Regions from separate parts of the Mus musculus genome. Here region 2 is linked to region 1. Evidence: chromatin contacts called from public capture Hi-C data. All regions are on one chromosome and are shown on one strand. Each heading gives the region's core, a stretch centred on a gene start, on an enhancer-like site or on the middle of the called end of the contact. The rest is flanking DNA. Distances are from core to core; before and after follow the strand shown.

Region 1 (5,283 bases), core at 2,156-4,655:
TCCCAAGCGCTGGGATTAAAGGAGTGCACCACGACTGCCTGTCTGAGTTTTTGTTGTTTTTTATTTTTTTTGTGTGTGTCAAGACAGGGTCTCACTATGTAACTCTGTATGTCATGAAACTATATAGCCTAAGCTGGTTTGAAACTCAGAGGAATTCCTACCTCTGCCTTCTGAATGCTGAGATTAAAGGTGTGCACCACCATGCATATTTTAAATTTTGTATGCATTTACTATGTGCATGGGTGTGCCAAAGCATGCGTGTCAAAGGACAACTTAAAGGCGTGGCTCTCTCCACCGCTTGGAGCCTAAGGACTAAGCTCAGGTCATCAGGGCAACAGCACTTAACCACTGACCCATCTCACTGACCCACATGTAAAATCTAAAGAAAAACTTCATTTTTAACCATAATTATTCCTGGGATATGTTCACTTGCAAGAGACTTTGAAACTGCCATCCTTGCCTTGGTCTACATCAAATTTCACAGTAATGTTTTCTCAGAAGCTGCCACAGCAGTGGCCACACAGATAAGATACAGAATACTATAGAAAGAGATAACGCAGTCATGTTGTGTCTGACATGCAGACATGCGTACTTCACCACTCGCTGAGTTACTTTGTGCTCCTTCTTTGTGTGAGGGCAGTGAAGCACCGGCTGTGGCCTGCCCCACCGTGGCCTGCCCTACCATGACCTGCCCCACTGGGATCACTTGTTTTGGTCACAGTCCTTAAGAGGATTTTCTTCCATATCCTTTGACTTGGCTCACACTTTAATAATCTATTGCTATTCGTTACTTCCCCATTTGGTATCTGTGACAAGAGCAATTTAAAGAGAACATTGTAAATAATCAGAGCTGACCTTTAAAAAGCTCACCTGATCCGTAAAAGTGGCCAGTGTTCCTTATGGTCACTGGCTGTCAGCACATACTTCCTTGTTGATCTGACTGAAAACTCCAGAAGCACTCAGCTGCTTCTACCTTCCTGGTTCTTGTACCTCCAGAGTGTGCTCCTGGTCCTACTGTTGATGTTCGGCATGGTAGAGACAGCATCTAGATGTAAGAGCATCACATCACTGTTTCTCTAGTGGGGTTTCCACTTCCCCCTTTTTGTCCTAGTGCAGTTCAGGGATAAGACACCCCTCCTGGCTATACACAGAAAAGAATGACTTGCTCTGCACACTGAGCTTGGAGGCCACTGACTGCGCAGCAGTAGCTGACACAAGAAGAAAAGGAAAACAAGAGAGAAAGGGGAGGCTGTGTAGCATCCAGAGGCTTTCCTTCTAAGAGGAGTAAACTCTATTTAGACTTGCAAGTCCTGTGTCCACTGATCTTCCAACCACAGAGCAGGACAAGAATCCTTACTCCAAATGAATGTAACCTAGCTGGGTGTCTCCCAGGGAGCCCAGGTGAGGGGCCACCATGTGCAACTGGGGCTCAGGACCCAGCTGCTGCCGAAGGAAGACCTAAGCCCTAACCTTTCTGTTGGCTGGAAGGAAAGTAGGGGTACCTAGGAGCTCCCAGGAGCAGGGAGTTAATGGCAGGCTTGCCAGTACCCTTAGCTACCAGATGCTGAGAAACAGAGGAGTGGGGCCCTCTGCCAAAGTCATTCGTGTCAGATCTTACTGATGCTTCTGTGTCTAGCTGCCTGGTGTCAGCCACCTTTCTTTGCACATTGGTCTGCTCCCATTCCTACCACAACCTCTCAAATGTGTGACCAAGGTAGAAAAATATGAGTTGTGCTCAGCCACCAGGTGCCCCAGCTACTTGCTGGGTGGGTGAGAACTGGGCGAGCACTGACACACTCCCGTCTATCACAACCTCAGCTGAAGCATGGTCATGCAGAGCTCTGAAAAGACTTACATGGGGCTGGAGTGGTTTGCTGCCAAGCACCTAACAACTAGCCTGTAAACTCTGCACAAAATTCCAGAACGTGCAAGGTGGAGGCAGGAGGATCAGAATATGAAGATGGGGTTTCTGGTAGCTGGAGAGGCAGGTGGGTGATTGGATCTCTGACTTGTGCATGTGAGACACACAGGAGATGTGCTCCAGTGCCACTGTGACACTGTCTTCCCCAAGGTGTCTTTACTTTTCGTATGCTATGTTAATTTTTTCTAGTCCTGCATAACAGGTGCCTTGGCCAGCTGGCAGGTACTTTGCTGACCTTGGCCTCTTTCCGACTCCTGACCTCTAGGCTGTCCTGCTTCTGGATATATCCAACCTCTTGTAGCTGCCTGTTCTATTTGCTACTTCCAATTCTCTCTGGGCATAAAAGCTCTTCCTTCATCAGGAAGGTTCAGTCTCTAGAACATGTTTGTGTTGTCCTTGGAAAGCCAAAATCCCTTCAGCATAGAGCTTCTGATGGAGGGATAAATGGTACCCCAAAAGATGTCCACACCCTAATACTTGGCAAAAGAGAACTTTGTGGGAACTGGGAAGATGGCTCAGTTGGTAAAGTGTTCACTAGAAGTGTAAGGGCTGGAGTCAGATCTGCAGCTCTCGTTTAAGACTAGTATGACAGCAGGAGCTTGTAATCCCAGCACTAGGAGGCAGACACAGGGTGATTCGGGGCCTTGCTGGCCAGTCCATCTGGCCAATTTGCTGAGCTCTAGATTTAGTGAGAAACCCTGTCTCAAAAACTAAGGTAGAGAGTGATAGAGGAAGATACGTGTATCAACCTCTGGCCTCCATGTGCAGTTTAGGGGAGAGGACCAAGGAAGGATAGGACTAGGGTGAGATGGGACATTATCCTGTCCACATCCAAGAGGAACATAATGCAGTTCCATCATCAGAGAAAGGGAGAGCTGCCCCAAGAGTCTTCCCCTAGAGTGGGGTGCATATGGCCCTTGCACACACCTGGGTTTTGAACCTCTGACTACACAGCTTTCAGGAAATTGTGGTAGCTTGTTAAAGAGCCCTAGGGGATAAACACAAATGAACTATCAAGGATTGAAAAAAATGGCAAGACCCACCCCTGAGTTACTCTGTCTTGTGATGTAGATACTTGGGGATCCCTTGAGCTCCTTGTTTCCTCAGGAAGAATTTCTATCGCCCAGCATTTCCCACCTGGAGCCTCTAGCATCTCAATGACTTTGGAGGTGGGGGTTCCTTAACCACAGAGCAGAGCAGCTGTCTTGAGAGTCCATGGTGAACATGTCAGTGTCTGAAATTTGCTTTTGGCTACAAGGTGACATTAACCCCCTAGACCAGACATAAGTAGATGAGCTAATGCAGCCAGCCCTGCCTCCAATTCCTACGACCCACCCCTGGTAGTGAGGGCAGGATGGGCAAAGGACACAAGGTTTTATAACCATGCACAAACACGTTATCAGACTGTTTTTACAGTAAGAGGCACCTTGTCTGTTGATGTCAGCACGTGCTATCAGCCTGCCCAGGGCCCAATGGGATGGCCACACAGGCAGCCCTATTGTTCTGTGCTCTTGGGTGAAGGGTACACATGCGCCCTGGGGAGGTCAATACTGCCTGAACCTTTAAAACTGGCAGAGCAAGGCAGGTTGGCATTGCCTGGACAGCGACCCTGAGAGCTAGCAGGTCTGTAATTCCACACTGCTTTTTGGTTTTTTCCTTTATACATTTTGTAAAAAGAATCTTCCTTTAAAAGCAAAAGAAGAAATATATATCAGAATTTTCCAGGTTAGTATCAGAATTCTCATCATCTCTGTAGACATCTCTGTGAGTGTCAGGTGTTGAGTGAACTCACCTTGTTCATCCAGTTCCAGTGCAGACTCGGGGGCTCATCATACAGAGCAGGTCTGTTCTGACTGCTGCAGCCGTCTCAGATTGGCTTTCAGGTAAGTACAGGGGAAGGACTGAGGGCCTCCCACTGGCTCAGCACAAGCTAGGCTTTAGTCTTTGATGGGGATGGGAGCTTCACTGCTTCTTTGTCCTGACCATTCAATCTCACAGGATGCGGTACACAGGGCTAATGGGAACACTGCTCACCTTGGTCAACCTGCTGCAGCTGGCTGGGACTCTGAGAATTGCAGCCTTCAACATTCGGACTTTTGGGGAGACTAAGATGTCCAATGCTACCCTCTCTGTATACTTTGTGAAAGTAAGTCCACTGTGGCCAGAGTCTGAGAGCAGGCGTGCTATCAGGGAAGCTAGAGACCACAGTGAACCTGAGGCCTTACCATAGCTGGGTGGATGTCAGCCCAGATTACGGTCCACACCGTCCATGGCTGGCAGGAGAGCTGTGTGGAAGGAAGAGCAGCAGCTGCAGCTCTGGCTCTCTGAGGTTCCTGGGAGGGACAAAGTCTGAGGTCTTGAGCTGCTGATCCAGCCCTGCCTACCCAGCCTGTTACCCGCAGATCCTGAGTCGCTATGACATCGCTGTTATCCAAGAGGTCAGAGACTCCCACCTGGTTGCTGTTGGGAAGCTCCTGGATGAACTCAATCGGTGGGTGACAGTACTGGAGTCCTAGAGTATAATGACAACCATTTACAGTCTCACGCCCTCTGTGCTCTATTGTTGGAGCCCTGCTATCAGATGCCAGGAGGCTCCCTCTATGGTGAAAAAGTACCTTTGGTTTCCTTTATCCAGGGACAAACCTGACACCTACCGCTATGTAGTCAGTGAGCCGCTGGGCCGCAAAAGCTACAAGGAACAGTACCTTTTTGTGTACAGGTAAAGCCCTATGCTGCCAAAGCCTGAGAATAAACTCAGGGATGTGCAGGCCTCAAAGCTGTGCCAAAGAGGATGAGAGTGGTTTGGAGGGCCAGGTGACCCTCTTTTACTTGGGAGGTCCTTATAGAGTAGGGGTAGCAATGTATATTACAGGACTTCAGGATAAGGTTCTGGCTGGGTGGGTATCCATCTACTCAGGTAGCTCTCACAGCCCCAGAGTCACCTCTTGTCTTGTCTTTCTCTAGGCCTGACCAGGTGTCTATTCTGGACAGCTATCAATATGATGATGGCTGTGAACCCTGTGGAAATGACACCTTCAGCAGAGAGCCAGCCATTGTTAAGTTCTTTTCCCCATACACTGGTGAGTGCTACTGGGCTTCACTGTCAGCCCTGCCTAGGCCACGATGGAGTCACAGCTTACAACTCCCATCCAGACCTCTAGAAGCCTGTGGCTGGCAGGGCTGCCCCCACATTCCCTCAGGGAACTCCCAGTGCTCTGAATTTACATTCAACTACAAGGACAATATCTAGCCTGTGGGAGACTGTCCCATATCTTCACCTCTGCTCGAAGCTAAAACCACTCTGCATAAGGGCCCCAGTGTAACCTCAGACCAGACCCAATCCAGGCTGGTCTCTGGACACC
Region 2 (5,338 bases), core at 2,125-4,624, 1.0 Mb after region 1:
ACTGAGAAATGTAGACTCCTATGCAGTATAACCAACACCTGTTTTTCTCATCAGGACAGTCTTCTTCAAGTAGTCTATGACAATAACATGTTCCTTCCTTCCGTCAGTGAGTGGGGATAGTGGTGGTAATGGGAATGAACCCAAGGCTTTACACAAGCTAGACGAGTGCTCTTCTGTAACTGAGCTGTAGTCCAGTCTCAATCATGACACTGAACAACATTCCCTCTTCACAAGCTCTGCTCTCACAACTTAGGGTAGTCTTCCTTGAAATACTGCCACCACAAAGCTCGTAAGCTGGCTTAAGAAAAAAAAGGGGGTAGGGTATATCTGCATTGTGAAGGTCAACATACTATGTAAACTGAAACCCGGAAGAGCACTCTGCCACATAAACTCCTGAATGTGTGAAGCAATTTGTAAGGGACTTTTCAGAAGAAGAAAAAAAAATCACTCTTTTTTTGAACTTAAAGTAACATTTTTCTTTAAACAATAGTAAGTACAGAAACAACTGCTTAAAGAAACCAAGTTACCTAGCCAGGCCTATCCTGTATTGAGGAGAAAGCTATACAAGTTACTGTATATTCAATTGGTTACACATTCTTCCTTCAGTATAACTTTTTAAAGTTTGCTTTCTGTAAAGTCAAACTCTCAAAGCAATGGTCCTAGGTTCTTCCAGTTCAGCACACACTAGGAAATAAAGCTTTGTATTGCAATGACACAGGTAAGTTAGTTTGTTTTATAAATGAGAACAGGATTAAACAAGTATTTTTACCAAATAACACCTTAGCTTTCACTGTACCTCAGACTACACTACATGGTCATTAAAACAAAATCAGCTGGGCATGTAGCTCAGTGGTCAATGGCTTTTCTAAAATGGGCAAGGCTCCGTGTTCTATCCCCAAGGCCACAGAACATTTGTAAAAATTGCTGAGAGAGAGAGAGAGAGAACACATGAGCGCACGTGATATAAACAGCATGCCTACCACATGTAGAGTTATGAACGCTGGTTCTTACCTGAAGGAAATCATCATTAGCCTCAGAATAATTTTTTGCTAGATAAGAACACCACCTTTTATTTAAGCGTAAAGCCAGAGTGAGGAACCATTTTTCACACTGCAGCAAGCCTTAGATACTCATAGAGCAGTTCAGACTCAGGGGAACACCCAAAAGCAACATGAAGCTCTCAGGGAGGACTACTCACTGATCTTCTGTTCCAAAAAACTTCACAAAGAAGCATTTCTTTCCACGTGGTTTCTTTAAGTCCTTGGGTGGATTAACAATCTGAAGGAGAGAAAGAGAAAAGGTATGAGGCGAACCAGAAGGCTACTGGGAAAGTAACTCCCCATGGCTCCAGTGAGGCTGGAAAGCCCAAGATCTGAGAAAGGACAATGTCCAAAAGCAAACCAGGGCTCTATACTTGTCCCATAGATGGGACTTTGCTATTGTGATATGAAGAAATATGTAAATATTCTTTAAATTCTCCATAGCCAACAGGTAGTATATTGTCCAACAGATAGTCTTATTGCAATGACTCGTGGCATAGAAACAGTTAAAACTAACAGCAACATCACCCCTCCCTCCATGTGATGTGATTAATGAAGAAACAGAAAATATTCTTTAAAATACTTTTGTTGTGGGTAGCAAGAGTTAAGACAGGAAGCAGTGAAAATAGGGGACCACCAAGGCACAGGAAATACCATATTGCAAAGAGTCTTCAGACATTTCCTGGATTCCTAGCAAGACTAAAAAGCCAGAACATTTGGAAAGCTATGATGGACCACCTCTTGAAAAATCTGGAATGCCATCTTCTGCAGAGATGCACTGGAGCAGCACATATGGTAACAGGGGAAGAAGATTTAAACTTAGTTGGGACAAAAATACTTTAGCTTTTCACTAACCTACATTTAGACTTCCCTCTTCCTGGAGAATCTGTTTCTTCATCCTTAGATTTTAGCATGCTACATTTTGATTACAATTGATTTCCAAGATAAAAAACCAACCAATTTCACAAGCCCTCTGACTGAAGTGATTACCTCATATTTAAACACTCTGGTTTATGCTATAACTTTCAAAACCGACTGATAACTGGAGGCAAAACACTACATTTTATCAAAATGAGCCCATTTTAAGTCAGTGTTAGAGAATGGAGGAAATTCAACATGTTAACCCTCTCCCTTAGCTTCAACTACCTTCTTTTAAAACCAACAATGCACTCACCTTTCCTGGCCAGGGAGGATACCGGCCCAGTTTCCCCCTAGAGAAAATAATACAAACAGTCAGAACTTGCCCTGGAAAAGCCAGTCCATCTCCTTCAGCCCACTCAACAAGCAATCTATGCTTCTAACTCTAGGCTGAACAAAAGGGCCAGAACAAAAGCAGGCAAACCAGATGGGTCTTTCACAGCTGGGCTCAGGGCCCTCACATATTACATACAAAACTGTATATATATATATATGTGTGTGTGTGTGTGTGTGTGTGTGTGTGTGCCTGAGATCTGTGCACTCTTCCCGAGAAGGAACATAGAAAAACAAAACCATCAGGACGTCACTGGTCTGGTACCTCCCTGGGAGAGTGTTGGAAACTTCTCTCTGTAAACACAGACTTCCCTAAGACTGATTTAATTCACCCCATGATCGGCTTTCCTTTGACAAATGATCATGGAAACCTTCCTCTAGGTAGGGAAACTACGCAGTTCCAAGGAGACAATGGTCACTCTTGGTTTTGGCTGTTGCAGGGGACACAAGGAACAGAACGAGAGGCACTGGATCACCGCCTAGCCATCATTTGCAAAGGAGAAGTCACCCTCCCCTCGGTTTCTTCATGGGGCAGCGCCGGGCAGTCGGATTTCGCCACCTGGAACCAAGCCTCGAGCCCACGTCTGTCCCAACCGAACGCGGGTATGGACGGCTCTGTCTCTAGCAAGGTATCCTCTCCTGCTTTGAGAGGAGGTCCGGAGAGACCCTGGGACTCCACGCCACGCCAGAGTTCTCTGCAGTGGCAGCTGGAGCCAGAGTTCTAGAGCCGTAACCCTCCCCTGGGATGGCCTCAGGGTTCAGAGCAGGGACCGCCGCGGCCCCTCTCGGCCTCGGTCCCCCGGGGACCGGACAGCCTCTTCCGCTCAAGCGTCGTTCACACCGCGGCGGCACCTCCTCTTCCCCACTCTCCGCCGTCCGGAGTGCATAATAAAACTACTCCTGGGCCAGCTGGCAACCCTGCGACCAGGAAAAGCAGCTTCGCGCCGTCTTTCGTTCAGCGCTGGTCGCCAGGACTCACCACACCAAGTCGCCGAGCCGCAGACTCACAGCCGCCATCTTACCACCCAACCACCGCCGCCGCACGGGCAGCCGGGAACTTCAGGTCGCCGCGGCACCGCCCATTGGAGTTGGCCTGACCACGTGACGGGTGTTTGCTGTCATCCGCCTAGCGGATGCGCTGACGTCACCGCGCCGCGGCCGTCCATTGGACTGCTTGGAGGCACGTGACTTGAGCGCCGCGCTCTCAGCGCGTCGAAGCCCAGAGACTCCAAGCTCCCGCCTCCCCCCTCCCCTCCGGCTCGTGACAACGAAGCATCCGCGGTCCAAAGCAGCGGCGGCGGAGGCGGCGCGGCCGGACTAGCGCGAAAGGGAGCCGACTGTGCTGCCCGCTCGCTTCCGGGACTCTAGACTCATTTCCAGTCTTTCCCGCTGCTTCCGTTACGGCTGTTAGGCAGGCGCGGGCCCCGGGCCGTTGCCGAGCCTGAGGTCCCGGGCGGATAGGTGTTGGAGTCCGGTTGCTGCCCTGACTGACCCTGGCGCGGCCTGGAAGCCAGTCTCGGTCCCAGCCCGGGGCAGAAGAGGCCCCGGTTGCCCGCGAGCCCGCGCTCGGGGCGGGAGCTCCAGACTGCTGAGGAGCGCCCAGCTCGACAGTCGGCTTCCGGAGCGGCGTCCCCGCCAAGCGTCCTCGGCGTCGCCCGACTTGTTTTCTTGGACGTGGACTTGGCATATCTCGGCTCCCCCCGCTGGCTGACAAGAGAAAGCGGCAGTTTGTCGAGAGGCTTCCTTCCCGCGGGCTGGGGAGCCGGCCATGGGCCGCGGCGCGGGCCCTCCGCGCGCCCGCCTGCAGCGCTCGGGAGCGGGCCGCTGAGCCGCGCCGCAACCCGAGGGTCCCGGGCCGGCATGAGGACCACCACGGGGGGACGTCTACGGCCCGCGTCGGCTCTGGGGACAACGGTGAGCGCCGCGGTCTGGTCCAGCCTCCCGCGTTAGCCTTCGTAAGTAGTGTGACACTTTGCAAGAAGTTTTGACAGCTGGAAGACAGGTGACAGTAATGGGAACTGGTACCTGCCGAGGGGCAGGGCGGCTGCCCTAAGTTCCGTAGACCGAGTTGAAGCTCGACTTTGAGCAAGAAAAGTCTCACACCCAAGAAAAGGCGGCAGGAGTCTGTGTCAGGGTGGACTTAACTTACAGCTGTACTTTCTGAAGTCAACGCCTGCTCGGAAGGTGACGGGTTCACGCCCCTTTCCCCAAAGCAGTGTCCTTGTAGAGGCTTTGGTTGTCAATTGCTCTGAGAGATGGTGTGGTGGAGAAGCTGGGTGGTTGACCCCAGCTTGTTTTTTCTTTGGAAGAAGTACCACATTTTTCAAGGACTGTCATTTACATTGTGTGTTAATTAAACACGAACTGACCATTTAAAGTGTATTTAAGATTTCATAAAATTTGACAAATGTTCTTAATTTAGAAATTAGAGTTTTCCAGGAATTTAAGAATATTGTAATGACTTGTCTTTAAATGTAAATCTTTACAACTAAATTTAGAAACAATCCCATCAAAGTCAGGAATAGAACAAAGGATACATTGTCTAATGTCCTGTAATTCTAGTTAATGAAATAAGACAGGAGCCGAGTAGTGGTGGCACATGCACTCAGGAGGCAGAGGAAGGTGGATTTCTGAGTTCGAGGCCAGCCTGGTCTACAGAGTGAGGTTCCAGGACAGCCAGGGCTACACAGAGGAACCCTGTCTCAAGCAAACAAACAAACAAAAGAATGAAAGAAGACAGGAAACAAAAATAAATATAAAATAACCTGTCATTTTTGTAGGACTTTGCCTTTCAAAATAAAAAGGGAAAGCCATTAAATAGGGAAAGAAATTAATGAAAAAATTAGCATACAAGTTTTTCTGTTTTTTTTTTGGTAGTCAGTTCAAAAGTAAATTAGTTAAAAAGAATGTATTTATGATAACAAAAACATAAAACAGTCCCTAGGAATACCTGGAAATAGGCTTTTGCATAATATGTTTTTTGTTTTGTTTTGTTTTGTTTTGTTTTTCAAGACTTTCTGTGTGTAGCCCTGGCTGTCTTGGAGCTC

What was found. Capture Hi-C pulls out chosen DNA fragments and counts their contacts.
Region 2: a contact with region 1 is called in a capture Hi-C map of embryonic stem cells, with 4 times the contacts expected there. The contact joins the promoter of Glyr1 here to the promoter of Dnase1 in region 1. A contact is called at or near these places in 1 of 39 promoter capture datasets (liver), 1 of 484 Hi-C or Micro-C datasets (embryonic stem cells) and 1 of 9 other capture datasets (embryonic stem cells).

What each region holds. Positions count from the first base shown.
Region 1 is chr16:4,033,631-4,038,913 of GRCm38.p6, forward strand. It overlaps Dnase1 (deoxyribonuclease I), which reads left to right and starts at 3,406. Exons shown (of 10, transcript NM_001357143.1): 1 at 3,406-3,544; 2 at 3,678-3,804; 3 at 3,920-4,067; 4 at 4,324-4,412; 5 at 4,557-4,640; 6 at 4,886-5,001. The coding sequence starts at 3,921.
Region 2 is chr16:5,046,536-5,051,873 of GRCm38.p6, forward strand. It overlaps Glyr1 (glyoxylate reductase 1 homolog (Arabidopsis)), which reads right to left and starts at 3,375. Exons shown (of 16, transcript NM_001079814.1): 1 at 3,271-3,375; 2 at 2,215-2,251; 3 at 1,199-1,278. The coding sequence starts at 3,308. Ubn1 (ubinuclein 1) reads left to right here and starts at 3,522. Exons shown (of 19, transcript NM_026666.4): 1 at 3,522-4,246.